7 separate regions of the Mus musculus genome follow, and all the other regions are linked to region 1. Evidence: chromatin contacts called from public ChIA-PET and HiChIP or PLAC-seq data. All regions are on one chromosome and are shown on one strand. Each heading gives the region's core, a stretch centred on a gene start, on an enhancer-like site or on the middle of the called end of the contact. The rest is flanking DNA. Distances are from core to core; before and after follow the strand shown. Region 1 overlaps Acoxl (acyl-Coenzyme A oxidase-like). Region 2 overlaps Morrbid (myeloid RNA regulator of BCL2L11 induced cell death). Region 3 overlaps Morrbid (myeloid RNA regulator of BCL2L11 induced cell death). Region 4 overlaps Morrbid (myeloid RNA regulator of BCL2L11 induced cell death). Region 5 overlaps Morrbid (myeloid RNA regulator of BCL2L11 induced cell death). Region 6 has its middle 130 kb from the start of Gm14009. Region 7 has its middle 71 kb from the start of Gm14009.

Region 1 (3,173 bases), core at 493-2,992:
TTAACATCAACCTCTATATGCACATAAACTTATGTAAGCATGCACCTGTATACATGTGTACACACAAAAATACATACACACACATACATGAACACATATAGCACACATGATGATAGATAGGTAGATAGATAGATAGCCACACCATCTGTCACTAAGAGGCGAAGCATACTGACCCAGTTTATGTCAACCATCATGCAAATGTGGAGAAAGACACATTTGATCCTTAGGCAGAACCTGTGGATGCTGGCATGGAGTACACAGGTGGGGCTCCTCCCCCCTCCCCATCATCCAGCCCCACTGTGGACTCTAAAAAGGATAGAGATGAGCTTGAATATCAGAGGCAGGTGCTGGCATAAGCAGGTGTACCACTGTAGGAAAATGCAGGGAGTTTAAATTTCTACAGCAGCTTCTCTGCATGACATTTGAGGCTATCAACCTCAACAGGAAGCAAAGGCTAAGATAAGATACCTCAGGAAAGACAAGAAAGAGCAGCCTCAGCACCGCTCCTTCACACTGGGTCTAGAGCTGACGGTTTTAGTACTCCCCCTTCTAAGAGGTTCCCAGCATCCCCACAGGCCAACCTTCATGTAATCTGAAGATGATTTTCAGTTTCAGGATCTTAAGGAACATGAGAGACCAAAGTATGACTCATACGGGGAAAAAGAAAAAGAAAAGGCATGAGGGTGACTAGGAGGTAGAATTTGCTGCGGCAGAGCCTTCAAATTGTGATGTCAGTCTAACCCTGCAATAGAATCTGAGAAAGCCCTTTAAGAGAAAATCTAGAAACAGAACTAGGCTTGCAGGTAAGGCCACGATATACCAGATGACTAGCCAGTCCCCACTACCCACAGCCTGGCTAGAATATGAACAGTCTTGCTAAACTGCCTCTTCCATCAACTGCAGGCTCTGTCATTCCATCCTGGGCCAAAACAAAGCAGCAGCAGGTTTTTCCCGGAGTTGGCTCTGGAAGAACTGCCATAATATTGCCCCGCTTGGTAAAGTACTGAGCATGCTCAGTGTAGTATCAAGGATGCTGTTAGGCTTTACCCAGGCTCCTTTCTCTGCCCTCCACCAAGTGCCCCATGTTCTGCCCTCTGCCCAGCACTCAATGACAGTCAACCAAGTGGAAACCGGAATAACACCTGCCACTTTCACCGGAGCAGAACACGGAGCTGCTTTCTCACTGGTGAGAGTTGCAAACAGCTGCACCCCATTCCTCGGTCTCCAGGGAGAGGTCAGCCACGGGTGAGTTTTCCAGACGGATAGGATGAGCTGAGCCTCCTGGAATGTGACCTCAGGCACCTGCACCGAAGGAAAGTTACGCCAAGCCCAGCACACTGGCCCAGCGCTCCCGAGGGCTCAGGAGACCCCAAGACTCTTGCCTGGCAGCAGTCTTATGGGTGAGGGATAAGGTCAAATCCAATTACCTCAAGCTGAACTGCCCCCGTGAGGAGGCCCCCCGCTCAAGCTCTGTTCCATCTGGAATGTCCACAGCTGACAAAAGACCTGGCTGCACCTGTGTTTATGTGGCAAGTCACAGAAAGTCGAGAGGGCTGCGCTAAGTGCAACTGCACACCCATTTGACCACTTGAAAGCGGTAAAAATGAGCCAAAACATGAACTCCAGGTCTTACCCCGGCACGGAAAACACACCACAGCTCCAAATGAAGGACCCCCTGGGCCCACACACGGCAGCCTTGGAAGACAGACCCGGAAACGCCACCTTCTAGAAAGAGCCCCAGCAAACCTTGTTGCAAAGGCTTCCCTACCACAGCTCTCTCTAACTCACGTCAGTCTGCTAACCACAATCTCATTACAGTAAAACGCCTTTAAGACAAAGAGTGGTCATCAGGATTTAAAACACCTCTCCCTCCACCCCCAAACTCCTCAGCTCTGTTTCTAGTCAAGACTTCCCGGGACACCGCTGAGGTGTAGCTGGACTTCCTCAGGTCTTACAACTGGAGTCACATGGTACGTGAACCCTACGCCTGCATCTTTTCACTCATGCCAGTGCCTTCTGGTTCTAAGTATTTCGTTACATGGCTGTGTTCGCCTTCATCCATCTCCCTGGGTGTTGGGGACTGTTTTCAGTTTGAGGCTGTTATACATAGAAAGGCTGTAAACAACAGCACCCAAGCCTGGTTTCATCTCTCTTGTATAAATATCCAGAAGTAGAATCACTAAATTGGTAAGGATATAACATTACCAGAAGCTATCAAAATCCTTTCCCAAGTGGCTTCACTGTGTCGCCTTCTCCCTGTAAGGGGAGTATCCACATCTCATCGGCTGGTTAGTGTGGGGTTGGAGGATATTGAGTCTTTTAAGTGATTCTAGTGTGCACTCTGTATATTTTCATCTCCTTAATAATTGATGGTGTCAAACATCTCTTCACTGTACAGATATCTGTTCATAGGTTAAGCTGGGCTCCTTTATTTTCTTGTCAAGGGGGCCATATAGTTTTCTATATACTCTTGATGCAAGTCTCTTATCAGATGTACACTGGAAAAATATTTTTCTCCCAGTTTGTGGACCATCTTTTCATCTTTTGGCCCTGCGTTTCCAGCAGCACTCGTATTTAATTAATGAAATCTACTTCCCCTACCTTTTCCTATATGTCTTTTATATCTGAAGAAAGCTATGGCTTGCACGGGGTCACAAAGATTTTTCTCTTCATTCTTTTCTGGGTGTATAGCTTTAGGTTTTACATTTAGGGACGATATGTGGTAAAGAAAGACACACTGAGCTGACTACTGCAGCATTACAGTCAGTCTCGAATAAGCTCTCGATGTTTGTTTTTTAAGATTGCTGGTATAACAGGTTAATGTTGGTTGTCCAGTAGATTGGGTTAAGAAGGAGATCAATAAAGCATATGTCTTCTGGGACAGTCTGTGGCAATTTTCAGAAGGAATTAACCTAGGGTAAGACAGTCCTCAAATGTAGAGGCCATCACATAGGCAAGAAACCCAAATGAGAACAAAGGGGAAGAGAGAGAGCCTGTGTATACAGACATTCTCCCTCACCCTGAGCTGCTCTAAGTTGTAGAACTTGGCTCCACCATGCCCCTTGGCCAAAATGAACTGAAACTATGAGCCAAAATAAATCTATACTTCCTTTTTATTGTTTCTGTCAGACATTTGGCCACAGTGTCAAAAGTCTGATTAATATTGTAAATTC
Region 2 (3,173 bases), core at 366-2,865, 490 kb before region 1:
CTGAAGCACACTGTGTGTGTCTGAGGAGCTACTCCAAAGGCAGAGCTTGAAATTCAAACGTGACTTCCAAGGCACGGGGATAGTTTGAATTATCGAGTTAGTCTTTTATGAAGCCTTTCAGTGTGCAAGCCTGCGAGAGTTCAGAAGTGCAGAGGGGTTGCACAGCCAAGTTCACTGGTTCTGATAGTAAGAAAAGTCCAAGTGTATCTGGAATGTTCTTTCTTTCACCTCCTGTGCTGCTTGTTTTTGTCAACTTGACACAAACCTAAATATATCTGAGAAGAGTGGGAATAAGTTTGGCCTATAGGCAAAGCTGCAAGGCATTCTCTGGATTGATGATTGATGTTCGAGCACCAGTCCACGGGAGTCAGTGCCTTCCTTGAGCAGGCAGTGTTGAGTGTACTAGGAAGGAGGCTGAACAAGACACAAGGAATGCTGTTCCTCCGTGGCCTCCAGATTCCCGCCCCGAGTTTCTCTCTTGACTTCCTGGATGACAGGCTTATAAACCCTTTCCTCCCCAAGTTATATTCGTATTTTATCACAGCAACAGAAATCCTAAGACTTACAGTGTTCACGCCCAGACCACCTCCTGGGGTCTTTTTGTGTCCTGGGCACTGTTCTGACCCTGTCTCAGTGGCCACGCTTGGTTCAGCTGCTTCTTTCCATAACTCCCTGTGGTTCACTTGTACCATTTCTGTTAATAACTGAGATTCTCATTTCTCTCTTTTTGTTACAAAAGCCCAACCTCCTGTATAGTTAGGGTTTTGTTTGTTAGTTTGCTGAACTTAAAAGCTTGGAACCTGACATTTCTTTACTAAACTCTACTTTGGAAGATTTAAGTCATCACCCATCACCCACATCTCCAGATGGGTCTGGTCTCCTGTTCTCTTGTTTAGAATTCATGTCCCACCTGAGGTCAGTCCTAAGCAGATCTGACAGGTTACCAAATCACTGAACAGGTGACAGAGGGGACGAGATGGAAAGCAGCAATCTGGAGTGTGACTACACAGATGTGGCCCACGACTGGTGCTGTTCAGAGTTCTAGGGCCAGAGCCAGGCTTGAGGTCAAAGCAGAAGAATCCTAAGTTCAAGGCCAGCCTGGAGAACTTAACAAGAGTCAGTCTCAAAGTAATAGAATGAAACAAATAGACAAACAAAACTCTGGGGCTGTAGTTCAGTGGCAGGGTCTTGTGTGGTGTGCTTGAAGCCTTGAGTTCAATCTCTACTACCAAATAAAGTAAAAATAAATTAAAATAAAATAAAATAAAAAAGAGCCAGAGATCTTGCTGAGGTCTTACAGCCTCTTACCTGATTTCCTCACTTACCCTGCCTTGATGTTTTACCATAAGAAAACAGGCTGGGACCTACTTTACTGGGTCCAGGAACATGGACACCTTTTACGAAATCTCCTAAATCATGAGTTTTGGCAACCAGTTTTAGAATTTAAGTTTTAAACGTGGAGCTGAGAGTGCGGCTCCTGGCTGCAAGTCACTCAGAGACAGAAGCCTCATATCTGCTTCGTCACCCTGATATCCTGTCCTCTCTACCACATCTGAAGTTCCTCTGCTGCCTGGTCACACTCCCTGTGTCTTCTCAGTGCCCCCATTGTTCTAAAGCTGCAAACTGAAACAAGTCTGAGACGACACATTGGGTGTGACCAGGCCCAGACATCTGCGGTCCTTGCAGTGGTTAATTGCACGTGCTGACTGCTAGAAAATGGTTGCTGGTATTTAGTCCAATGTTATTCTGTTACTCTGTGTGTGTGTGTGTGTAAGTGTATGTACATATTCATGTGAGTGTGTGTATGTCTGTACACATGAGTACACATGAGTACACATGAGTATAGAGGACAGAGCTCAGTACAGGTGTCTTCCTCAATAACTCTCCACCATATGTACTTATTTATTTGTTTATCTACTTTGAGATAAGGTCTCTTCCTGAGCTAAGCTAGCTAACCAACGAACTACAGGGATCCATCTGTCTCTCTGCCCCTCGAGCCTGGGTTCTAGACAAGTGCTACAACACCCAGCTTTTATGTAGGTGCTGAGGCTAACTGAGGTCCTTATATTTGAACTACAGGTCCTGTACCAGCTAAGCCTCCTAGCCAGCCCCCAATTCTCTTAATCACTTTTTTGCATGGTAAATACCTTCTGATATAGAGCTATCTCACAATCACCTTTCCAAATTCCATTACTAATCTGTGTGGGTGTGGGTGGGTGGGTGCTTCAATACCACAGTGTAAGTATAGCAGTCAGAGGACAATCTGCAGGGGTTAATTCTCTTCTTCTCTCACCATGCGGGATCAAACTCCGGTCATTGGGCTTGCCGGCAAATCCTTTTACCCACTGAGCTACCTTGCGGGCCCCTCTGTGGGTTTTTTTTTTAAATGTTTATTTTATAAGTATGGATGTTTTGCCTGCATGTATGTAAGGTATGTATCCATGGAGCCTGGAAGAGAACACTGGATGCCCTGGAACTGGAGTTACAGACAATCCATAAGCCTCCATGTGGTTCTGGGAGTTGAACCCAGAGCCTCCGAAGAGCACAAGTGCTCTTAATTGCTGAGCCATCTCTCCAGCCTCATCCCCTGTTTCCCCTAACCCCACACTGCTAGTCTTGATATTGCTGTGAGGTAATTTGCAAGATGAGATTACCACTTATATCAATGGGCCTTGATCAATCAGTTAGGGGCCTTCAGTAGAAAGACTAACCTCCAAGAAAAAAATGCCCCAGAGTCTCAATGTCCCACCACTGTGTTTTCCTAAACCCCAAAGGACTGGGAATTCTCAGCATTTAATGCAACACCGCAGGAAGAGTGGCTCCTGCATTACCAACTCCTATGGCTCTGTAGCCTGCTCTGTAGCCTGCTCTGTAGCCTGCTCTGTAGCCTGCTCTGTAGCCTGCTCTGTAACCTGCTCTGTAGCCTGCTCTGTAACCTGCTCTCTCATGTGGGCTTGAATCCGCACCACTGTGCAAACCAGCCCTTTAAATCTAAATCACTGTCTGTGTCTGTTTGTCTATCTCTCTCTCATGCACACATATGCATGTATATCTCCTGTGGGTCCTGTCTCTCTGGAGAAGCCTGACAAATGTGGTCGTCTTCCCAGAATTAACACTGTTCTCTGTGACAGACAGAATATGCATGGGTATAAAACAAGAGCAGAGGTGGCCTA
Region 3 (3,173 bases), core at 499-2,998, 460 kb before region 1:
CCTGTCATTGTCCCTGAGCTGCTAGCTTCCCTGCAGAGCAGGCTGTTCTCTTAGGTTTGGAGGGCAACCAATAAGGGAAAGTTTTTTTTAAACCATAATTTTTATAATTTTATTGAGATAAAATTTACAAAATATATCATCATCATTTAGAAAAAGTTATGCACTTTATTACAAAACATGCTTGCAAATAAAAAAATATCACATATCAAAATTAACCAGACCCAGAGTCTATATGTCTCGACAGACTTCCATACAGTAACAGCAGCTCTCCAGAACGGAAACTGTGGAGCTTCACGTTGGATTTTTACACTCTTATTATTGAATACATTTGTGTATACTTTTTGGTTAAAAAATTTTAATGAATAAATACGACTTTTAAAAGCATGCATACTTGTGTGGTGCCAAGTGATATGTGCATACATTGTGCAATGTCTAAATCAGAGTCAAGACAACTTTCTCCTGGCTGGGAATATAGACACGATGGTACAGTGCCTCATATACATTCCAGATTTGATTCCTAGAACAATAATAAATAATAATAATAACAGAACAACATAGTCTTTAAAAGCTTTCAATTACTTATGGTAAAAAATCATTTAAGAATATGATATACATACATGCACATATATGTATATGATATATGTGCATATGTATATATTATACACACTGAAATAATACCACGATTTTACAAAAAACAGCTAATGGCTGGAAAGCTCTGGGTTCAGAGAAGAGACTTTTTGAAAAATAAAAAATCTTTAGAAACAAGTTAGCACAGTTTTGTAAAATACTCTCTCTTACATCGGTTGAAAGCCACGCAGCCACTGCACATAAACCCTTGCTTGTGTTAAGGTCCTGGGTCAGTATCCCTCAACCTCCACAGCTGAAAGGAAAAGAGAAGGGCTGTGAGGAGCCTGAAGGACCATGTCCCTTCTGCCTGAAGTATCTGTACATCCCAGGGATGAGGCTCTGACAGGCAGGGTGTTGTTGGTTACAGGGTAGGAATTCTATTTGGGGTTTTGGGGGTTTATCCTGATGTATATTCTGGCTCAAGTTTCATTCCCAACAAATTAACCAGGGAAATGACCCTTCAAAATGAGGGGACAGTGACTCACACATTTCCCAAACATCACTCGACTGGCGGTGAGTTAGCGGCGAGTCACTCTGACTTCTTGTGATAAAGCAGGCTGCCTTCATTCTTAGTTGCTGCACACTGATCCAGGGCCTCTGAGATCTGAGTTCCCCCATTGAAGAGTCCCTAAAGCCAGTGTTTATCAGGGACTTATATGGCTCTTCATATGGTGTAATTTCTGTTGATGCAGTTATAAGTGATGTTAAATGTTTGGGGTCACCTGGGGTTTCTCCAGACACCATGAGCCATTTTTAAAAGTCAAGGAGAGATGCCTTGGCAGATAGGAAAGATGGCTCTTTCCTAGACAATTTGGGGTGAGGAGGTGAGCCACGATGGAGGAACACCACTGTCATTTATAACTCTGTCCACCAACTCTGGAATCTATGGTTTGGTCCCCCTGCCAGCATCCCTGTAACAACATGAAAGTCGGCTTTTCTTCCCCTGGTCACCCACGGCTCCACTTCCTTCCAAACAGATCTTAGGCGAGGAAGTAAGTAAGAGACTATGAGAGGATTGGTGTGAAATAAATAAGGTTGAGTCTTTTTTCTAAGTTGGAACTCAGCAAAACAAGGCTTGCTGGCAGGGGCGGTAGCATGTCAGCTAAGTATAGACTGGAGGCAGGTACATCTGACAACCTCTGATATCTTTAAATGTCAAATTCACCACACATCACAGATGGCATCGTGCCTGGGCATCGAACCCCCTTTAAAATACTCTTCATGTAAATACATTTTTTGTGAAACCACAAGCTGTGTCTCTCAGTTTTGCTTTCAGCTGGCTTTGATAAAGAGATTGGTTGGCACCCTACAGCTAATTAAGCCCCAGCTTTCCAGCTATCATCAATGAAAGGGCTAGGTGACTCTCAGAAGCATGCTCCACTCTCCAGGGTCCAGGGACATTCACAGTGCCTTTGACTTGGGGTAACAGATCCACCCTTCAGCTTAGCCATACTCTTGAGTTTACCACCAGAGCCAACCTGTTTGCTATGCAGATGCACGGTGAGAGGCACCAGCGAGCTGGGTCAGGGGCAGGCTGCAGGAGTATAATGTGCCTTTCCTCATAAATTAATCTTACATGTATTTCAAACTCCTGCTTGTTATGTATTTAATGTTTCACTGAAAATCAATTTTATTTTCTTCTCTGTAGAAAAACAAACAAACAGTGCAGTGCTTTGAGACCCTAGCTTCTAGGATAAGCATCCTGACTCGGGGGCTTTTCTGACATTTGTCTAGTCTGGCTCCTGTCTCTCAGTTGCAGCTATTTATAGACTTTTATTTTTAAAAATCTCATAAAAAAAAGAAAGAAAGAAAAAAGAGAGAAAGAAAGAAAGAAAGAACATAATATCTATACCCAACTCTATATCTGAGCCAGTCTAACCTCTAAACACACATTGTTTTAGCAAAATTATTATCATCATTTTATAAATGATAACTTGACGTCAAACAAAAGGGTAAACGTAAGGGTAAACCACATTTTATTTATACATATGTATGTCTTTAAAACAAAACAAAGTTTAAAAAGTTTTGGTGTTAACAAGTTCAAGTTGTGTGTGTGGAAAAAATAACAAGAAGTCAGCTAGGTTACATGTCAAATAATTGTGCTAAAACATTAATTTTTGATACAGGGGAGCTTTTACGTTTATATATACTTTCCCAAAAAATGGGATTTTTTTTTTTTAAGATAAAATCTTGACCATTTATTCAGGAAGAGCTCGGGGCTGTGTAACCACCCTGCTCTTAAGAAATTCCCGGGTCACAAGCAGAGTGGAGTGTGAACTTGAGCTTTTCTGTTGTGGTGAAGCAGGGTGACAAGGACCGAGGTTCTGAAGAAAAGCCTTCAAACCCATGTCATGCTGTGCTTTTTTTTCCAGATGACTAAAACCATCATCATTTCCCAAGTCTCACACGGGGCGGTGGGGCTGGGTGTGGTTTTACAGAGGGCGGTAGGTGCTCCTGGCAGGCTTCTTCTGAGTTTGAGTGCCCAGTTTTGCTAAGTGAGGACAGGGAGAGTATTCTAAAGTCAAATTCTCACCAGACACTCCCCG
Region 4 (3,173 bases), core at 263-2,762, 420 kb before region 1:
AAAGAGCATGCTGGAGCTTGACCTAGCCCACCCCCCATTTGTAGCAGATGTGAACTTGATCTTTATGTGGACCCCCTAACAATTGGAGTTGTCTCTTACTCTGTCACATGCCATTGGACCCCCTTCCCCTACATGGACTGCCTGGTTGGACCTCAGTGGAAGAGGAGATGTTTAGTCCTGCGGGGACTAGATGTCCCAGGGTAGGGTGGTACTCAACTGGGCTGAGGGGAGGGATTTGTAAGGGCAAGACTGAGAGAACAAATTGAGGAAAATAGAAAAGTGCAACAGAATTTCAAATAGTGTGCAGACAGTCCACCCTCATAGGTGGAATACAGCTCCCCACTCTTCAAGTGTGGCTGGGCTTGATGACTTCCTTCCAAAGAGTGGGAGGCATCTCACAGTGGAGAGGTACCACAAACACCATCCTAGTCAGATGGTCAAGCGAGATGTCACGATAACAGGTATTCGTGTGTGTGTGTGTGTGTGTGTGTGTGTGAAGATGTCACCTCTCTTCTGAGGTTTTATCACTCAACTGTGATAATAAGCAAAATAACAACAACAACAAACCCAAACCAACAGAAATTCCACCTAACAGTTCTCAAAATGGCCACAAGCTGCAAAAACATAAGTTTGAGAAATTGTCATGGCCAAGAGGAATCGGTCAGATATGATAACTAAATGTAGCTGCAATACCAAGTATTCAGGTGAAATACTGTGGAGATTTGATAAACTGTAGAGTTCGGTTGGTTTACGTTATGATTCACGGTGACAAGTAGACCTAGTCAAGGGACCGAGTGTGAGGTATAGGAAGACTCCCTGCACTAATTGTCAACTTTTCTGGAAAATGAAAACTTTGGAAATAAGAAGTTTAGTTTTAAAAAAGGAGGTAAATAAAGGTACCCCCCTCCGATCTTTCTCCTGTTCTGTGTCTTTCTTCCCTCCTCTCTTCGCCCTCTACTCCTTTATTTCGGAAAGAGCATCATACAAATGCCCAGGACCTTGTCACTTTCCAGCTGTCTTCCTCTGCATTTCTCTGAAGCCTGGTAATATATCGCCTTCCATTTCACAAACAGTTAGACATCCCCATCACCTGTCGACCTTGACACCTGCAAAGATCCCTAGTAGAAACTGCCCAATAGGCTAGCTTGAGCTCATTTGCACCATCCCCACTGTTCAGCATGGCCTTGTGAGCAGTCAGGGTCTTGGCCACTCAGCTTAGGGAGCTCAGGACACTCCCAAGGGAAATGTCCGTTTTTCAGGGAGAACCTTTGCAGGGAGATTGCAGTCCATGCCTGCTATCTGCTCTCTGGCCCACAGGCGCGTCTCCAAGCATGTACCACAGCACCCGAGTGTGGGCAGAAGCCCTCGTGCTGAGTGGGATGAAGCTTTGAAGAGGCTGAGACCTATGAGAACCGAAGAACCTTTGAATCTCCCTTCAGCTCCCCTACCCCGACCACAGCCCTCCTCTTGATGTAAAACATGTGTTGAACTTGAGAACAAGGAGGCTGGCGTCTGTGCCAGGAAGACTGCGCTGCTTTAAGCTTCTTCGGGGGTTGGAAACAGATCTACCTCTGAGGTTTGCATAGCACTCTCCGTGGAAGTCACTATGGCTGGTTGAGATGTGGATTTGTGAGACAGCACCTGAAGCAGTGTGCATTCCTGTCACTCGACCTGTTGTGTTGGGGAGGAACGCCCAGCTTACCACCAGGATTATCTCTGGAGGCTGAAGGCAGATGCCTGGACTCTCTTGAGAGCATGTAAATGTTAAACTGAAATGTTCAGAAACCAAGAGAAGGAGCCTTCCAGAACAACTGTGTACCCGGAATATACACTCTGTATAGCTGACGTATTCATCTACAGGATAGACCAGAAAATCTGTCTTCTAGGCTTCCTTCTGCCTCTTCACCAGCTCTGAGAGCCTGAAGAGTCATGGGGCCTCTTATCAAAGAAATGTTGAAAAATGACTAAGACCACCGCCTTTAATCCCAGCATTTAGGAGACAGAGGCAAGCAGCTCTCTGAGTTCCAGAACAGCCAGAAATGCACAGAGAAATTCTGCCTCAAAAAAGCCAAACAAACAAAAAACAAAACAAAAGAAAAAGAAAATATGGACCAAATACATTAAAAACTAATCTCCCAGCTCCAAATGATACAGGAGAGACCATGTATCAAGGGACTAAGAGGGCAAGTTAATAGGACAGGACCCCTGATGTCCTCCTCTGGCCTCTACCCACGTGTGTCAGTGCATGCACAATCACACATATATGTGCATATAGCACAATACACATTACAGCTTCTCTCTCTCTCTCTCTCCCTCTCTCTCTCTCTCTCTCTCACACACACACACACACACACACACACACTCACACCCACAGTCTGTGAGTGCTTTGTCTCGTAAACAGGAGACTAGGTGTCCAGATTGGGACTAAGTTAAGAGATAGTAACATCTGTAGATGGGCTGACCAAGTGGTTAAAATGGAGATGACAAGAGGACAAGAGAACCTGAACATAAGAGGTTCAGGTGACATTGCCCCTCAGCAAATACTTCTCAAGTGTCTCCTGCATGCCAGTCACTAACCACAGAGGAGAAGGAGGGACAGAAGGCCAGTCACTACCACAGAGGAAAAGGATGGCCAGAAGCATAATTTATATTCTTTCTTTCTCTCTCTGAATATATAATATATATGTACACATATTAGCCATGACTGTGTTCGATACCATTATGACATCATCACAAGCTGTGTTTCTATGTTTACCTTTCATCATCTTTCTCATCCTTCATCTATCCCTGCCCCCCTAACAGCTCCTCCCCAGATATTTTCCCCCTTTCATGTCTCATGTTCCCTTTTGCCCCAGGCTCCCTGTCTCACTGAAGGTTTGTATTACTGTAATAAAACACCACAACCAAAAACAACTTGGGGAGGAAAGGGTTTATTTTGGTTTACAGCTCTCAGGCTCTTCATAGGGAAGTCAGGGCAGGAACTCAAGGCAGGAACCTGGAGGCAGGGGCTGAGGCAGATGCCACAGAGGAGTGCTGCTTACTGCCTTGCTCAGTTTGTTTTCTTTTAAAACCCAGGACCTCCTCCCCAGGGTTGGCACCACTCACAGGGTGCTAGATCTCTCACATTGATCATCCATCAAGAAAATGCCCCACAGGTTTGCTGGCACACTGAC
Region 5 (3,173 bases), core at 415-2,914, 400 kb before region 1:
TCTCTTTCTTCAGTTCCACACCTGTGATATGTGAGACAACCATAGGCCGTGCTGTTCCTCTGGTTCCCAGGTTGCTAGTCAGCCCATCTTCTCGGCTCCTTACAGCGCCTTTTGTATTTTCCCTATGTAATAATATGCACACTTCTTAGTGATGCTCAGCAGCCGGAAGGGAAAGGGATATTTTCAACTTCCTGAAAGTGGAAGTTCTCATCTTTCTTATGAGTACTTGTCAAAAAAGTTCTTCCCACTTGATCTCTGTTTCACCTCCTAAGGCAAATCTTGTTTTTCTTAAAATAAAAATTAAAAGAAAAGAAAAGAAAGAAAGAAAGAAAATTCTAGATTAGCTTTACCTGCTCTAGAATGTCATGTGATCAATGCAAGTAACAACTGTGCACTCATCTTCTGGACTCTTCTCTCAGTGTGCTGTGTTTGAGCATCTGATAATATTTTATAATTCATGCCCTCCTAATGGTCACAGGAAGTCAGGGCAAGAATTCAAACAGGAATTTGAAGCAGAAACACTGAAGAATGTTATTTGTTGGCTCATTCATGCTTCATTAGTTCTCTTACACAGCCCAGGAGTATGAGCCCAGGGGATTGTGCTGCCCACAGTAGGCTGGGATCTTTTACATCAATTACAAGACAATCTCCACGAATGTGCTCTTAGGCCAATCTGATCTAGGCAAGCCCTCAATTAAAACTCCCTTCTCAGATGACTCTAGGCCGGGTCAAGTTGGCAATTTTATTATATTAATTTTATAATAGGTTGGAGTTGGCCCAGTGATTAAAAGCACTTGTTGCTCTTGCAGAATACTCAGGGTTCAATTCCCAGCACCCACATGGTTGCTCACAACTGTCTGTGATTACAGATCCAGGAGATCTGATTCCCTCTTCTGACTTCTGCAGGCACTAGGCTGGCATGTGGTGCATATACATACAGGTGCATACACATAAAACAACTAAATCTAAAGAGAAATGAAAAGAAATTAGACCTAACTAGAACACACATTGAGCTTGCATATTCCTTCCTTCCTTCCTTCCTTCCTTCCTTCCTTCCTTCCTTCCTTCCTTCCTTCCTTCCTTCCTTCCATCTGAACAAACAAACAAGCACTCCAGCCTCTATTTAGTGAACCTGTAATCTGAATTAGGAACCATTTAGGATAATTATCAGTAGGGAGGGGGTCTGGGGACCTCTCCTGCAGCAGCCAATAAGTGGTGACGCAGAATAATATAAACAAGGAATGGACGTGTGACATTAGTTAGCAACACCTGTCACAAAGGTTAAGTAAAACTGGGTGGATGGATAGGGAGTGTCCAGTGGCCTTTGGGGAGACATGGCATCATTTCAGTACTAGAGGTCAGAGGAAGCTTCTGGGAATGCTGAATAGAAGACAACCCTATTAGGAGAAGGACTAGGAGGCATCTTAGGGAATGCTGGGTTTGAAGAAGACAGGAGACTTTCCCCCCCCTTTTTGTAAGCCTGTATCTTTAAATGTGTTCATTTCTTGGAATACAATGTATCTTAGGGGTAGTTTACACATCACCCATGAACCATGGGGCAGACCCAAGGCCTAAGGAAGGAGTCTCCAACCAAGGCTGTGTGGTGAGTCTCACTGCCTGCTTTCAGAAACCTGCCACCACATCCTGCGCTGCCCCCCCCCACCACCTTTCCACCACACCCCTTCTTCAGGGGCATCCCCACAAGGAGTGGCAGTAGAGTTAGAAAGACAAGCACATGTGGTTGCTAGGGCTTCAGGTCACGGGAGTGGTGAGCCGTTCAGTGCTCTCTGCTTCTAGATGAGGCACTGGTGATCCAGAGAGGCTGAGCAGGTGGCTCAAAGTGGGTGAGAGGTGAGCCCTGAATGGTAAGGTGGATGCGTGAGGTTCCAGTCCCCTTAGCTTTTACCCTTCCTTCCAGCTTTAGGATTCATTGTTCTCTTCAGTTTTGAAGTGAGGGGAAGAATGTCCTCTGGGGAATCAGAGCTTGAAGAAAGTTCTAGAATCAATCTTAGACAGCCCAATGTCAGTTCTGGGATGTTTAGCTGGGAAGGATCCAGGCTGTGGACCTCCCCATGGAAGGCGTAGGGGATCAGGGTGGGAGGAGGGCGGTGGTCATGGCAGCTGCTTGGATTCTGGAACTGGGAAAACCTGGGCTCAAATCCAGGCTCCACTGACTGCGAGGGTTTGGGCATATTGTTGGAGGCCTCTATACCTCCATTTCCACACTTACAAAACGGTGACTAACATCTCCCTGGAGATTTGATTGAGTTTCCCAAGACAAAGCATTCAAAGTGCTTAGATGCTAGCAGGCCCAGGGCAACTGCCTAATAGGTACTGGCTGCTGTTTTCATTCACCATTGTTCTGGAAAGCAAGACAAGCATTGACTACACAGGGAGGTGGCCAGGAGCCGCCCAGGCTGCTCCTTCCTTGCTCAGCCCACGACCTGCAGGAGAATATTGGTGTAGGGGACCCAACTTCCTGTATCAGTGGGACTGTGTGACCCGAGGGGTGCCTTCCAACCTGCAGGGTCAGTTTGCTTCTTTGCTTCCATAGCTGCCTCAGGCAGCAGTGGCGGAGGGAGAAGCAGCTGGGGTTGGCGCTCAGCCACTCCAGCTGTCGTCTGTGGTAACGTGTTTATCTGCTCCAGAGGGATAGAGATGGCTGAGCGAGGAAGCATGCGGGAGGCTGTACCTCACGGTGACTTGCCAGCTTGGGTGAGTTCACCGTGGACAGCAGGCAAGGGTCACCTCACCATGGGTTGTGGTACCCTCTCCATGCTCTGCACCAATGAGAGGCAGTTTGAAAACTTATTATAAACAGATTACATTTCATATCCTAATGTGGCTGCTGGCTACCTGCCCGTGAATTTTAGCCTCCAGGAAAGAAACAGTTCCGTGAGCAGAGTATTCTACACTTTGACTCTGCTTCTTAAGGCTTCTCCCAGGTCCCTTTAACAACCCCCCCCCCCCTCCTCTGGGCTTAACCAGAAATGCTGGAAGGTGCTTTCTACCCAGTCAAAGCCAATGAGTTGTACCCTGCACTAACACACACACACACACACACACACACACACACACACACACACACACACACAGAGAGAGAGAGAGAGCCAGGAATCCAGTACAAACCAAATGCCCACAGCAGCCCAGGAACAATGGAAAGCTGTCTCCAT
Region 6 (3,173 bases), core at 216-2,715, 370 kb before region 1:
GGCCGCAACCCACAGGTTGAGAACCATCTGTCCTACACATTAGGGTAGCACTGAAGCATCCCAGCGACAGAAAGAACAGTGTCTGGCTCTCATTGTCCAACATGAGAAATCACAACGTTCCTTTGGGGAATTCTTTTTCCTGGCAATAAATCCTCAGGGGGAAAAAATCCTGTGACAGAACCAGCCCCAGAGGAATGTCCATAGGTCAGAAGGAGGCCACCTAGCTTGGAAGGTTCTGGAAATTCTAGTTGGGCATTGGGAGGAGTCCAGGCAGCTGCGCTGATGCAAGGGGGCTCCAGAGAGGAAGGAGAACCTCGGGAGTTAGTCAGAGGACGTTGCTCAGAATGAGGGAGAGAGTGGGGGAGGCTACCAGTGGAGGCCAGGGACCGATGTCACTTCACTATCTGTAACTTCCTGTTTTGGAGAAAGAGCCTGAGCTTGCTTTGGGGGAGGGGAGCATGAAAGGTGAAGCCTGGAAGATTGGTGCTTGTGCTCTCACTGGAGGGCAAGAGGGGGTTTAAATGGTCAGAGCAGGGGCCTGGAGAGATGGCTCAGCGGTTAAGAGCACTGAATGCTCTTCCGAAGGTCCTGAGTTCAAATCCCAGCAACCACATGGTGGCTCACAACCATCCGTAATGAGATCTCACGCCCTCTTCTGGAGTGTCTGAAGACAGCTACAGTGTACTTACATATAATAAATAAATAAATCTTAAAAAAAAAAAAAAAAAATGGTCAGAGCAGGATGGGGTGACAGACCTGGGCAGACTAGAAGGAAAAACAATTGGTGATTCTGATTCATTCACCTCAATTGTCACAGAACAGAGCAAACACACATGTAATAAAATCATAAAAGTCTGTGGGAAGTAGAAGAAAGAAACTTCAGCAGATCAAAGCAGCTGATGGGTCAGATACTGGGGTCGGGCCTTTGAACCCCCCAAGGCTACACGAGGCTCCTACCTGGCTGAGATCTATGGCTCTTCTGTTCTCGGACTATTGACACAACAGCCTGGCTGCTCAGAGAAATGGGCTCTGAGGATCCTGGCATCCTTGAGGTAGCTCCAATTTCCTAGATGAGCGTGGGGAGAGTGGAGGGATCTGGGTCTCCTGAGAAGAATCGAAGGTGGAAACTGGAGATAAACACGGGGAGAGAGCTTGCTGTCTATGGCTCAATTGCTCTGCTGAACTGCCTCTTGGTTGAACTGCTGCACAGCCTGAAGGAAACCCTATTCCACCCAGGCTTCCCTCCAGAGCAAAATATCAGCCCTCCTCTGCCAGTGGAGTCCACTGGATAGCCAGGCCTGCTGTCCCCAGAGCCTCTGTCAAACCCGTGATCCTTCTCTTTCCCTGTGACCAACAGTATAGACTCCTGGAACTCAGAAGGACTCCACATGGCTAGAGTGTTCCCAGTGGAATCAGTAGTCTGTCACAGAAAAGGCAAAGATGACTCAGGAAGCAGACGTCTGAAGAGATGCCTGGCCTGACTCCATGGAGGTTTTAGAAAGACATTCACTCTTTCCATAGAGTGGAGAGCCTCACTGGTGCTATGCACATTAAACATCAGATGAACTCGCTCCATCTCAAGGGTATTCTGAGTACCCCTCCCCCAACCCTCACCAAGGGTCTTCCCTGCTTTTTGGTACCCTCTCCCAATCATATAGAATTTAAGGCAGATTATAAATTTAACTACTCTGCTAAGTTGCGATAAGTAATAAATTCATTTCTTTTTGTGTGTGTTTTAAAGCTTTGTAGAAAACAACAATGTCAACAACACTAACCCAAACATTGTAAGGCTGAGACACAAAGACATTGAGTTTGAAGGTAACCTGGGCTACATAATGAATTGTATATTCCAGACCAGCCTGGGCTACATGGCAAGCCCTGTCTCAAAAATAAACAAATAGATGAAAATCTATTTTTGCCCAAAATAACTGTTTACGGTAACTTCCATGAAATGCCCCAGGTCTGGGTTTTGCTGTTAGTGTCTCCAGCTGGGCACGATCTTTGATGTAATCAGTGACTCAGCTTACTCGAAATAAACCTGTTGTCAAAGATTCAAAATTTATCTCTTTGACACACACATGTCTTGTGACCCGCCTGTCCTTCTGCTCAAAGCACTGTCCCAATCCCTCTGACTCAACGGGGAAACCACAATCTACAAGAAGCCAGAGCGTTCCCACACCTGGGGTGGGCTGCGCGTCACCAGCAGGGCAGCAGATGTCATTGTGCCTGAGCAGGAAGCTCGGCAGGATGGCTTCTTTGCCACTCCTCTGTCCACAGGAAAGCATGGTGACGTGGTGGATTCGTGATTTGGTGGGGAGCACGGTGAGGTGTGACTTGCCATCCTCTCTAAATAGATTGTTCAACCCAGAAGCAGTTGTTTCTTGGGGGAGGCATAACTTGAGGTAGGTCTGGAGATGGCAATGGCTCTTGAGCTCTTGGCTAGCACCTGTGTCGTCCTGGGGCCACTGCTGACCCACCAAGACCCTCTACAACAGGTGCTGCATGTCATAGCTGAAGGCTGTCCCACTCACCCAGGTCCCCCACCAGTCACTCACAACCATGCAAAAAGGGAAGTCTTGGCCAAAACTCACTGTCGGTTTGGTGCCTGCTCTCAGAATGGCACTGTCTGAGAATAATGAGGTGCTCTGTGTAAAGAAAGGGGAGAGAGTCAGGGCTGCCTCCAAAGCCCTGTTCTAGACTCTGTTGCTGTGGTGGTTTGAGTGAGAAAGCCCCCCCCCCCCCGTGGGCTCACATATTTGAATCTTTGATACCCAGTTGGTGTGCCACTGGGGATGGGCCTCTCTCTTCTCTCTCTCTCTCTCTCTCTCTCTCTCTCTCTCTCTCTCTCTGTGTGTGTGTGTGTGTGTGTGTGTGTCCCCGTCCTTGCTGCCTGCAGACTGCAGATCAGGATGTAGCTTCCAGTTACCTCTCCAGCACCCCATCTGCTGTGTGCTGCCATGCTCCCTGCCACAATGATAAGCAATTCGTCCTCTGAAGCAGTAAGCAAGCCCCCAGTTAAAAGCTTTCTTCTATAAGTTGCCTTTGCCATGATAACAGTAACTAAGACAGGAACCTCCCATGCCAAGCTCGGCAGGTCAGGGCACATTTGCCCTTGGGGGCTTTTCACTGGAATTTAATCTTTAGGGACCTTTGCAGATTCTGAACATCTCATC
Region 7 (3,173 bases), core at 408-2,907, 320 kb before region 1:
GCAGAAGGACACGGGTCCAAGTCTTACAAATAACACTAGAGAAACCAAATTGTCTTCAGTGAAAGAAATTGACACCTGTTCACCGGAAGGCTCGAGTGGATGTTATTTAATAACCTGATGATCTTTTCTGCTCTGGGGAGCCTCACCTGAATCCCCTAGACTCCTGACTGTTGTTTCTCGGTCGATAGAAGCCATCCCCATGAAAGAGGCCCCATGTACTGTGCAGAAGAAGTTATGCTTATTCCAAGGCTTTAATGCAAGTGTTGCTTCTCTGTCAGCAGAGCCCATCCTTAGACTTATTGCAAACCCTTCCTGCCTAGGCCTTATCCGAGCATTGTTTCACAGTCAACAGAGCCCACTCTTGAGGAAGAGTTCATAGGTGACAGAGTTTTCAGTGTAGCCATGCCTTAAGCTTTATTGTGATAATTGTCAGGAGGAAACTTTCTTCCAAAGTTTTACTGTGTTTAAATCTGTAAAAAACAAAAAAAAACAAAACAAAACAGCGCAGGGTCAGACTCGGGAAGTTTGAACCAGCCTGGCTAAGGAAGCTGTGCTGAAGAGAGTTTCATTCTTGCCTCTCCAAGGATATTTCACTGCTGGCTGTGACTCTTGAAGGGACCTCCACAATACAGGGAGTTGGACAAAGTGGCCTCCACCCTGGTCTGTGGCAGCAGTTACATAGACCAGGAAGACCACAGAGAAGACTCTGTCTATCCGGGACCCTATTTGTGATGACCAGCCAGGGCTGTCTGGACCTCTTGGCCGGGCTTCCTAAGCAGTCTCCTAGTTCCTTCATTTGTTGCCCCACCCTCACATCAGGGAACCTGGGGCTCCCTTTTAGCCTCCCTACATCTCCCTAAAGTCCAGCCAGCACCACTGGTTCTTGTAGGGAGCACCCAGCACTCCAGGTCGCAGAGCAGCTAGACCCCATGAGGACAGCAGCTTTGCTCTTTGTCAGCCTGCTGGAGGCCCAGAGATTCCAGTCTCACCAGGTTCCTTTGTCTAGTCTGTTTGTCCCAGAGGTACACAGCAGGCACTCGGATGATGTCATTTAGGACAAACCCTTTGCAGGCAACAACAGCGTTTAAAGCCTGAGAAGAAACACCCCCTCCCCTCTGTCCTCCCCTCCCCCTCTGTTCTTCCCTCCCAACTCTTCCTTTCTGCTTTATCTGCACCAAAATTCACTCTCAAGGAAGACGTTCTGTCCTAAGAAGAAACAGTTGGATAGCAGTGTGAACAAGAAATAAAAATTAAATGTTAACAATCCCTGTTAGCATCCTGTGGCTGGCTCAGTGTCCATTGTCAGTGATCCGCTGGGTTTTTTATGTAATTTCTTCTCTATAACCTGTCTTTTCGCAATAACAGCTTCCTCTGCCCTGGGACTTCCATGTCCACCCTATTGGCTGCACAGAAGGCTTTGCCCTGAGCAAGTTCTTCCTGCTCATACCATCTTGTGGGGAGGCTTCCTGTGTCTAATTAGACAATTCCAAGGTTTGGGAACTTCGTCTGCACCAGGGCCTTTAATTTCATGTAAATTCGGTAGATACAAGTATGAGATACGAGCACTTTCAGTCCTGAAAGAATGTGAGCACCATACAGTGGTTTCCATTTCCTCTCATCTGATTCATTTCAGGGGATTCTCTGGGTGACCCAGGAACTCAGTCATCTCAAACTTCCTGCCCTGCCCTTCCCTGGGGAAGGAGGGGGAAAGGAGCCAAGCCTAGAAAGTCTACAGCCTGCTGGGAAGCTTGCCCTCTGACCCTAGAAAAGCCAGAAAGACCGGTTTCCAGGGTGCAGCGGAGGCTGGTAACTTTACCCTGAGGCTGCTTTTCCTCCTGGGAACTTCCTGCTGCATACTACCCTCTGGCCTCTCTGAGACCCCCATGCTCAGCACCCGCCCTCCCTTCAGGTACCTTTCTCCCTGTTTGTGTGCTATCCAGGGAGAGCAGCTTCTGTTGTCGGTGGTCCAGTCGCAGCATCCACCTAGTTGGGCTGTGCTCAGCGTGTACTTCAGGCTGTCTTGCCAAGAGCCAGTTGTCCTTCTTCGTGTCTTCAGGCTCAATTTATTACTTCAGAGAAAGAGACTTATACCTGGAAGCCATACCACCCGCTTGGGCAAATTCAACCAACTTTGTTTTTCTTTTTTTAAATAAAGAAAAATGTATTGAGGCTGTCCCACGTGTACTGTGCACCAGTCTGATTTGCCTTGAGAAGTGGAGGTCAGGTGGAGAGAACAAATGATAAAGCGCTGATAAAGTGCTGGCATTTACCACAGTGGAAGTTGTTTTGCACTAGGAGAGCTCATCTGAGTGGAAGTCTTCACCTTTTCAAATACCTGAGTAGAAATTGTAGGCAGGGAGTGGCACTCAAAGTCAATATCTCCCTCCTTTAGGATATTCAAAAGTTTGGATGACAAAAAAACAAAAACAAAATTCCAACAAAACAAAACAAAACCAACCAAACAACCACAACAACAACAAAAACAAAACAAACTTGGGTGTGACTTCAGCACTTAGCTATTAGGAAAGAGGCCTCCAATGTGCAGGACTTGGTGATGTGTTAGAATGGCCGGTGGTGCCACAACAGCACCAAAGCAGTTCCAGGTGGAAGAGGTTGTATTGGAAGGGAGAGACAAAGAAGAGGCAAAGAGAGAAAAGGGGGAGAAAGGAGAAAAAAGAGAGAGAGTGAGGAAGGGGCATTCTCCTTATTTATATGGAAAATGATGTAACACAAGTAAGGGTGGGAGGTGAGCCAAGTGAATGCTGGGAATATGGTGGTCATTGTCTTGGCAACCGGTCTGTAGGTCACAGGTCGTGCTGTTGCCTCATAGGTTTGGAATGTCCTGATGCCAACACTTGGTCTGGGATCAGAAGTTGGACCAGAAGAATTATGGCTTGAACATGGTGTAGACAGCTAGAAGCTCCTGTTGAGGGGATGGTCTCCTGCTGGTGGAGTCTATCATTGAAAGTCACTGGATCACAAACTCCTGATATAATCCATGACGTAACCCACTGACGGATCCATAACTCCAAGATATTGTTATTTGGAGGTGGTGCAAATGGTCTGGGGTGGGGCTCAGGAAGTATGTCAGAGTAGGCGTGGTCTGGAAAGATAACCCTTGCCCCTGATCCTTCACTGTCTCTCTCTTTGTTTCCTAGCCACCATGAAGCTAG

The links. ChIA-PET counts read pairs in DNA pulled down with a chosen protein or histone mark. HiChIP or PLAC-seq counts read pairs in DNA pulled down with a chosen protein or histone mark.
Region 2: an RNA polymerase II ChIA-PET map of memory CD8 T cells shows a contact between it and region 1, with 14 times the contacts expected there. The contact joins two enhancer-like sites. A contact is called at or near these places in 7 of 15 datasets of contacts at CTCF or cohesin (CD8 T cells, the NIH/3T3 cell line, embryonic stem cells and 3 more), 36 of 484 Hi-C or Micro-C datasets (CD8 T cells, DN3 thymocytes, the G1E-ER4 cell line and 11 more), 14 of 115 datasets of contacts at active chromatin or transcription factors (the 230-238 cell line, CD8 T cells, T-cell acute lymphoblastic leukemia and 10 more) and 1 of 9 other capture datasets (embryonic stem cells).
Region 3: a contact with region 1 is called in an H3K27ac HiChIP or PLAC-seq map of regulatory T cell precursor, with 4 times the contacts expected there. The contact joins two enhancer-like sites. A contact is called at or near these places in 4 of 15 datasets of contacts at CTCF or cohesin (the NIH/3T3 cell line, embryonic stem cells and pro-B cells), 18 of 484 Hi-C or Micro-C datasets (the G1E-ER4 cell line, the HL-1 cell line, bone marrow-derived macrophages and 6 more), 10 of 115 datasets of contacts at active chromatin or transcription factors (the 230-238 cell line, CD8 T cells, T-cell acute lymphoblastic leukemia and 6 more) and 1 of 9 other capture datasets (liver).
Region 4: a BATF HiChIP or PLAC-seq map of CD8 T cells shows a contact between it and region 1, with 6 read pairs. The contact joins two enhancer-like sites. A contact is called at or near these places in 1 of 15 datasets of contacts at CTCF or cohesin (large pre-B cells), 3 of 484 Hi-C or Micro-C datasets (all in embryonic stem cells) and 6 of 115 datasets of contacts at active chromatin or transcription factors (CD8 T cells, bone marrow-derived macrophages, embryonic limb bud and 2 more).
Region 5: a BATF HiChIP or PLAC-seq map of CD8 T cells shows a contact between it and region 1, with 6 read pairs. The contact joins two enhancer-like sites. A contact is called at or near these places in 1 of 15 datasets of contacts at CTCF or cohesin (large pre-B cells) and 5 of 115 datasets of contacts at active chromatin or transcription factors (CD8 T cells, bone marrow-derived macrophages, double positive thymocytes and 2 more).
Region 6: a contact with region 1 is called in an RNA polymerase II ChIA-PET map of memory CD8 T cells, with 3 times the contacts expected there. The contact joins two enhancer-like sites. A contact is called at or near these places in 3 of 484 Hi-C or Micro-C datasets (DN3 thymocytes, the G1E-ER4 cell line and cortical neurons), 6 of 115 datasets of contacts at active chromatin or transcription factors (CD8 T cells, T-cell acute lymphoblastic leukemia, double positive thymocytes and 3 more) and 1 of 9 other capture datasets (adipose tissue).
Region 7: a BATF HiChIP or PLAC-seq map of CD8 T cells shows a contact between it and region 1, with 5 read pairs. The contact joins two enhancer-like sites. A contact is called at or near these places in 1 of 484 Hi-C or Micro-C datasets (pro-B cells) and 3 of 115 datasets of contacts at active chromatin or transcription factors (CD8 T cells, double positive thymocytes and large pre-B cells).

What each region holds. Positions count from the first base shown.
Region 1 is chr2:127,920,765-127,923,937 of GRCm38.p6, reverse strand. The region is part of intron 9 of Acoxl (acyl-Coenzyme A oxidase-like); the gene reads right to left. Among named protein-coding and RNA genes, the nearest start is that of Acoxl, 68 kb to the right of the region's middle. Within about 2 kb of position 1,742, at least 50 of the 459 cell types and tissues checked have an H3K27ac peak or open chromatin away from gene starts, as enhancers often do. A contact at or near this core is called in CD8 T cells, DN3 thymocytes, the G1E-ER4 cell line and 6 more, where this site is marked.
Region 2 is chr2:128,405,688-128,408,860 of GRCm38.p6, reverse strand. All of the region lies in intron 1 of Morrbid (myeloid RNA regulator of BCL2L11 induced cell death), which reads left to right. Among named protein-coding and RNA genes, the nearest start is that of Gm14010, 15 kb to the left of the region's middle. Within about 2 kb of position 1,615, at least 27 of the 459 cell types and tissues checked have an H3K27ac peak or open chromatin away from gene starts, as enhancers often do. A contact at or near this core is called in DN3 thymocytes, the G1E-ER4 cell line, effector CD8 T cells and 1 more, where this site is marked.
Region 3 is chr2:128,380,641-128,383,813 of GRCm38.p6, reverse strand. The region is part of intron 1 of Morrbid (myeloid RNA regulator of BCL2L11 induced cell death); the gene reads left to right. Among named protein-coding and RNA genes, the nearest start is that of Gm14010, 40 kb to the left of the region's middle. Within about 2 kb of position 1,748, at least 43 of the 459 cell types and tissues checked have an H3K27ac peak or open chromatin away from gene starts, as enhancers often do. A contact at or near this core is called in CD8 T cells, memory CD8 T cells, regulatory T cells and 1 more, where this site is marked.
Region 4 is chr2:128,344,005-128,347,177 of GRCm38.p6, reverse strand. All of the region lies in intron 1 of Morrbid (myeloid RNA regulator of BCL2L11 induced cell death), which reads left to right. Among named protein-coding and RNA genes, the nearest start is that of Gm14010, 77 kb to the left of the region's middle. Within about 2 kb of position 1,512, at least 26 of the 459 cell types and tissues checked have an H3K27ac peak or open chromatin away from gene starts, as enhancers often do. A contact at or near this core is called in CD8 T cells, where this site is marked.
Region 5 is chr2:128,324,177-128,327,349 of GRCm38.p6, reverse strand. All of the region lies in intron 2 of Morrbid (myeloid RNA regulator of BCL2L11 induced cell death), which reads left to right. Among named protein-coding and RNA genes, the nearest start is that of Gm14010, 97 kb to the left of the region's middle. Within about 2 kb of position 1,664, at least 113 of the 459 cell types and tissues checked have an H3K27ac peak or open chromatin away from gene starts, as enhancers often do. A contact at or near this core is called in CD8 T cells and memory CD8 T cells, where this site is marked.
Region 6 is chr2:128,294,208-128,297,380 of GRCm38.p6, reverse strand. No RefSeq gene overlaps it. Among named protein-coding and RNA genes, the nearest start is that of Gm14009, 130 kb to the right of the region's middle. Within about 2 kb of position 1,465, at least 109 of the 459 cell types and tissues checked have an H3K27ac peak or open chromatin away from gene starts, as enhancers often do. A contact at or near this core is called in CD8 T cells, the G1E-ER4 cell line, T-cell acute lymphoblastic leukemia and 3 more, where this site is marked.
Region 7 is chr2:128,239,300-128,242,472 of GRCm38.p6, reverse strand. No RefSeq gene overlaps it. Among named protein-coding and RNA genes, the nearest start is that of Gm14009, 71 kb to the right of the region's middle. Within about 2 kb of position 1,657, at least 112 of the 459 cell types and tissues checked have an H3K27ac peak or open chromatin away from gene starts, as enhancers often do. A contact at or near this core is called in CD8 T cells, where this site is marked.